2 separate regions of the Hordeum vulgare genome follow, and region 1 is linked to region 2. Evidence: chromatin contacts called from public Hi-C data. All regions are on one chromosome and are shown on one strand. Each heading gives the region's core, a stretch centred on a gene start, on an enhancer-like site or on the middle of the called end of the contact. The rest is flanking DNA. Distances are from core to core; before and after follow the strand shown.

Evidence for each region. Hi-C and Micro-C count contacts between places; a contact is called where the count stands out from the background.
Region 1: a Hi-C map of seedling shows a contact between it and region 2, with 2.3 times the contacts expected there. The contact joins two enhancer-like sites. A contact is called at or near these places in 2 of 6 Hi-C or Micro-C datasets (leaf and seedling) and 1 of 1 datasets of contacts at active chromatin or transcription factors (embryo).

Annotation. Positions count from the first base shown.
Region 1 is chr2H:40,313,559-40,316,652 of MorexV3_pseudomolecules_assembly, reverse strand. No RefSeq gene overlaps it. Among protein-coding and RNA genes, the nearest start is that of LOC123424717, 100 kb to the right of the region's middle. Within about 2 kb of position 1,547, at least 2 of the 3 cell types and tissues checked have open chromatin away from gene starts, as enhancers often do. A contact at or near this core is called in seedling, where this site is marked.
Region 2 is chr2H:40,169,472-40,172,560 of MorexV3_pseudomolecules_assembly, reverse strand. No RefSeq gene overlaps it. Among protein-coding and RNA genes, the nearest start is that of LOC123425268, 3.3 kb to the right of the region's middle. Within about 2 kb of position 1,505, at least 2 of the 3 cell types and tissues checked have open chromatin away from gene starts, as enhancers often do. A contact at or near this core is called in seedling, where this site is marked.

The sequences.
Region 1 (3,094 bases), core at 298-2,797, 140 kb before region 2:
TACTTATAGAAACCTCTCTCGCAGTGGGTGGTGTCGAGGTGGACTCGTGCCAGCCCCGGCGCCGGCGATGTCAGCGAGAGCTTGAAAGGGAAGCCCTTGTAGCAGAAGGAGCGCAGGCTGGGCATGTCGAGCTGTATGCCGATGTTGCGGGAGTCGTCGAGCTCTTCCTGGCAGACGCAGGTCTCGAGCACCAAGGCGGTGACCGTCGGGGAGCGGAGGCAAAGGGGCAGGTTGAAAGCCTTGGGTGCGTAGTAGGGATCGGAATTCGGAAGTGACCGGCTTGGGCGGCTTGTTGGTCACATCCACCAGCGAGAGCGTGGTGAGGGCCGGCGCGGCGTCGACCATGATCTGCAGATACCCCTGCAAGTAAGTGCAGTTGCGCAGGGTGAGATCCGTGAGGCGCGGCAAAGCGAGCTGCGCCTGGGCGGACGGCTCGAGGCCGCAGGAGTCGAGCTCCAGCACCCGGAGCGTGGTGGCGGCGCACGGCAGGGAGGCCAGCGGCGGGACGTAGAAGCTCCGGTAGGAATGCTCGGCGGCGAGGCGGGGTCGAGGAGGAGGCCGGCGACCCGGGCATCGCACTGCGGTTCCCCGTCGTGGTACCTGCCGACTGGTGTTTTTTTCGCCTTCCAGAGAGGGATGAGGCCTTCAGCTGAACGGCCCAGAATGTTCGTTGGCCTTTCACACCAAACTCAAGGACACGTATCAAGGACACAAATATCCCTAAAAAAAAAAATACAAGGACACAGGTAGAGCGTAAGCTTCTTGAGCGCCGTCTCGCGGCGGCTGTTGAAATAATCCAAACATTCCTTATGGTTAAGTTAGTTTCCATGTATTAAAAGTACATGTTAGGATATGCTGTACTAGTTTGTCCTTGTCAGTTTAGGCTAATCGTGATCGGGGTGGCCGGTGATTAGGCTAGGTGCACTACGTTAGGAAATCTTGGTTGTGTCCATGTTGAGTCCGGTTCGGAGTAGTATAATTGGTCTTGGTTAGAGGCCGAGTCCGGTTTGTGCTGAAGTCCTAGCATCTATAGATTGGGTTTGTGTTGGTCGGTGTCGGCTTCTACATTATATATATGCAGCAGGTCTACGTGAGTTTTGTACCGTGAAAAATATTGAGGAATAAAAAGAAAGAAAAGAGGGGCACGACATGTGCCCTTGGCTATAAGTTTTTCTGCGCGTGTGTTCGTGTGATTTGATGTGATCGATCCTGAAAGTGAAAAGTCAACAGCGGCGGCTGGCTAGGGCGGCCTTGCCGCGGCGGAAGAAGTTGTCGAAGCGGTCGTGGTGGCTGGACCATCGACTGCTGTTGAGGTTGAGGGCGTCGGCGTCGGCGTCGGCGGCGGCCATGGTGCAAGTAGAGAGATGATCGGCGTCGGCGGCGGGGCGCAGCAGGATGGATATATGGATCTGATGCCGAGTCGGTTTGTTTTGGTTGAACGAACTCAGTACGTGTTGCGTTGCATTGGCGGTTCGTACAGAGTCCAGGATCATCGGTGTCTTTTTTTTTTCCTTCCAGAGGGATGAGGCCTTCAGCTGAGCGGCCCAGTATGTTCGTTGGACTTTCAGGCCTTTCACACCAAACTCAAGGACACGTATCAAGGACACAAATATCCCTCAAAAGAAAATACAAGGACACACAAATCGTCAGAAGCAGTCGCTAATCATATATGCTCCCTATTTTCGGCGAAGAAGGAAACTTTATCAGAGCATCCCGGTCAGATTCCAATTCCTCGATAAAAAAGAGATATTCTGGCACACAGCACACTAATTGAAAATACACAGAGAGCTGACACTCTTACTCTAAAACTGGTTTGATGCCAACATTTGGCATTGCAAATACTTCCTTGGTTCGAAAATACTTGTCCGAGGAATGAATATATTTAGATGTATTTTAGTTTTAGATACATCCATTTTTACGACAAGTAATTCCGGACGGGTAGAATACTTCCTCCATTACTCAGTGTTCTGCGTCGACGCGCGGGCCGCACGATCCACCAGCCCCCGCGTCCGCATGTTGAATCTTCATGCAACATTTTTTCTTCCGATGCAGCAAAAACTCGACGAAATGCAGCAATTTTTTCAACGATTTCAACAAAAAAAATTGTAGCAAAAAAAATATCTACATGATCGTAGCAGAAAAACAAAGTTAATGGTGTGTGGTAGCAAAAGTCAAACGCCGGTTGTAACAAATATCTACGTGAACGTGTATACAACTTTTTTAGTGAACGGTTGCAGCAAAAAAGATGTCGGTTGTAGGAAAAATTAACACGATTGTAGCAAAAGTAAAAAAAACATCGATTGTAACGAAAAATTCGACGAACTGGAGTTGTAACTAAACGTATATCCAACTTTTTTTACTGGACAAATGTAGCAAATAAAAACACTTGCAGCAAATACGATGTTGATTGCAACATTTTAGACGGAAAAATGTTGCATGCCTAGTCAGCACTCAGCGCGCGGGTCGCGTGCACGCGGCCGGCCGAACGGTTCGACCGGCGCACCGGCCAGAATATAAGGTGCATTAGTGTTTAAAACAGTCAAACATTGTTTATATTTGACCAATATTATAGCAAAACATATAAGATGGTGTTTCTTTAACTAGTGACTAGACTAAAAAGTCCCTTTTAGTCCCTAGGTAAAGAAATAGGAGGGACTTTTTCTGAAGGTACTAGAAAAAGTCTCTATTAAAAGAACTTTTTTCTTTAGTCTCTGAGACTAAAAAAAAGTCTAGTCTCTTGAAAAGAAACACCACTTAAATATAAAAAGTATTAAATATATAAAATATAGAATTTATGTTCAAAAAGACCATTAACCGAGTGTTATTGTCAAAAAAGACCAAATACGGTATGAAATACGAAAAAAGACCCCCACTTCTCATGACGGCACGCGCGCCGGATGTCGCATGGCACCTGTCGCCACGGGCCGAGGCGGCTAGGCCCTGCCGCCACCCGGCGAGGCGGTCGGCCGCGCAGGTGTGACCTACCGCCAACGCTCCAAGCGGCAGGCTGCGCACGATAGGCATGGCCAGGCATGGAACTTGATGCATGTACGTATGGACTAGAGCATGAGATAGGGCTAGCGCACGTCCATAG
Region 2 (3,089 bases), core at 256-2,755:
TTCCAGGTGCAGCTGGCCAGGTTCCTCGTCGAGAAGGCCATGGTGCTCGAGGAGATGCACGTTGAGGATGGGGACCAATTCTGGCCTGATCACCTCTTGGTCAAGCTCACGAGATGGAGGCACGAGGCGTTCCGGCGGATGAACCTGCCGGACACTAGTGGCTTTCGGGTGCACCAGCTAGCCAATCCTTTCGTAGGTGCTAAGGTACAATACTGATATGGCTGTTGTTGTCTTGTTGAGGGTTCAATCCTATACAAAGAATTGAATAATTTGTCCAAACGGTGGGCTTCCTTGATTAGAAGGAATTAGCATTGTGACCCGCACATTTGCGCGACTAGACAGATTTGTATTATGTTGTTTATGTTACTCCCTTCATTTTTATATACAACGCCACTTCGTTTTTCGTGTCAAGCTTTGAATTGTAATTTTGATCAATAATATATGAGATATATTTCATCAAACAATAGATTATTGAAAAGTTCTATAAAATATGCATCTAATGGCATACTTTTTATAACATATGACTCACATTTTGTTGGTAAAATTAATGATCAACATAAAAATATGAATATGTATTTTTATGTCAAATTTAAGATGCTAGATTAATTTAAGGTGCCATTTAAAGATATGGAGTTATCCGTAGGAAAAATTGACCATGCAGATTGGCACTGATCCTCTATTTGTTCTTGCACATATCCTAAATTTGATGTGCATGGTGCTTATACATTTGATTTTTCCTAATTAAGCACTTCGAGATTTGTTCCAAACTATAGGCCTTGTTCCTAATATAATATCAATCTTCCATCTCCCCTCGTTGTCATTTTTTTGTCAATAAGTTTTAGGGTCGTCTCACCAAAATTAAAAACAGGACATTTATCTTGCCTATCAAAATGTGATAAATGTAGATATATTCATACCACTTTTATAAAAGTCAGCCACATATGGTTGATTGTGGCTAGAAGCAATCCATGTATATGTGATGGATTCCAAGTATAAAAGTTTGTATATATGTATATGTGATGGATTTCATGTATATGTAATGGATTTCGCCTAGCCCCAAAGAACACCAACGCTGAACAACCACAGTCGACTCCAAGCAGTCGCACCACCTCCACCACAACTCCGCTGGTCCCTCCGGCTAATCCATGCTCCAAAAATGATGCCCACAAGAGGGGAATGACGCAATGTGCCGCCATCAACCGATCTGCGAGAGCATAGATCTAAGGTTTTCCTCGGAGCAGGAGATGCTAAGGGAGAGGAGCACATCACCACAACAGCGCCTTCAAGAAGGCAACGACGCCCGCACACGCCGCTGCTGCCGGCTTCGACCATGGCCACAGACAGACTTTCGCCTGGCATTGTCCTCCATAGACCAAACCAGTTGGCCCCACCATCAGCCGCGTGACCGAACCACCGCCACCAGCCGCCTGTCGTGTTCCACACATAGACGTGCCTCCGAGATGAGCTGCCACCATGTCATTGAGCATGAGCCACCCTAACGTCGAGATCCTGGTTTGGCAGGTCCAAACCAGCCGGGATGCAGATCTGGCGACTCGTGGAGTGAATGCACTACACCATCGGAACCTTCGGATGGCGAGAACCAAAGCCAGCAGCAGCCGCGCCGCACAACAATCCAAACCGGCCGCGGGGCAGAACAGCCACACACCTCCATCCTCCCCCGTACCGAGCGAGCGGCACGCGCGGAGGACCCCCGCCATCTAGACCTCCGAGCAGCCCCGCCACCGAGCACCGAAACCTTGCCGCCGACGAAGTCGAGCAGCACCACCGCCGCGCAGCCCATGGCCCGCATAGGCAGGCCAGAAGAAGCCATCAAGCAGTGGACCGGGGGGGGGGGGGGGGGGGGGGGGAGGGGGCTGCCACCCCACCACAACGAGGTTGGCCAGGACAGAAAAAACGAGGCAATGAGGCCACCGGATCCACCCATCCCGCCTGGAGCCGCCGCCGGGGAAACCATCCACCGGACCTCGACCCCTGGCCACCGGATCGCGCCGCCGAACAGGGCGTGGGAGCACCCTCCTGTGACAGGGCGTGCCGAGCAGCCCCGCGTGCGCAGCCTCATCACGCTGCGTGAGGACCATGTCCGACCGGAGCGTTTGAGGACGTCGACCCGCCTCCGTCACGCCCCCTGGCCAGAGCCGGCCGAGGCGAGCTGCAGCTCCAAACGCCCGCCGAAGAAGTGCCTCGCCGAAGAAGTGCCGAGCTTCGCTGGTCGGAACCTCTGGCGACGGCAAGACGGGGGATGGGAGGGGGTGGCTGAGTGGCGGCGCTTGGGTTCGCCCCCGAGTCGCCAGGAAGAGCGACGCGGGGGCACCAAGGTTGCAAATGTCGTTGTTTGCGTAGTCAGGAAAGCAAAACAGCGGCAAAACTAGTGGCTCCTTCTCGAGTTTGCCTTACTCGACGTCCCCCCGTCAAGATCCTTCTTCCTGCGACATCGTCAAGATTCACAACCCGCCAGTCCGAAGGCTGAGTTAATTGCATGAAAGTACCATAATTAGGGCAATACGTGCGGATTGGTACCACTTTTGATAACTTTTACATGTCAATAGTAAGTTTAGGGCTATACGTTAAAAAAAATGGTCTAAAATGCGTATAACAGTGTATTGACGGTGTATTTGATAAGCGAGGCCCGTCTGTGAGGTGCCCATGTGGCATTTTTATTGCAGAAACCCCCCCTCAGTTGTAAGTAATCACATGAAAACCCTTTTTTGCAAGGGAAAAGTTTCCTGCGACAGATTTTTTTTTCGTTTGCAAATTTCCACCTCGTTTGGAACTTTCATCGAATTAAATAAATAATTAAAAGGAACAAAAATTAAACGCCAGCTTGATACGAACAACCAACCTGTTGAACAGGGGCAGCGTCAGCTACCATCAGGTCAGAGCCCGACTCACGTTATAACCACACACGTAAGCTGGGCCGGCAGTTGGGCCAACCGAGACTGCACGCTCTGACTTGGCCATATCTTTTAATCCTGATGTTGATACATATTTTTTGTCATTACATATTAGTATTATTAAGTGTCAAGCACCAGACCACAAGAATAAATTTTATGTGTCTTCACTCAGGACCA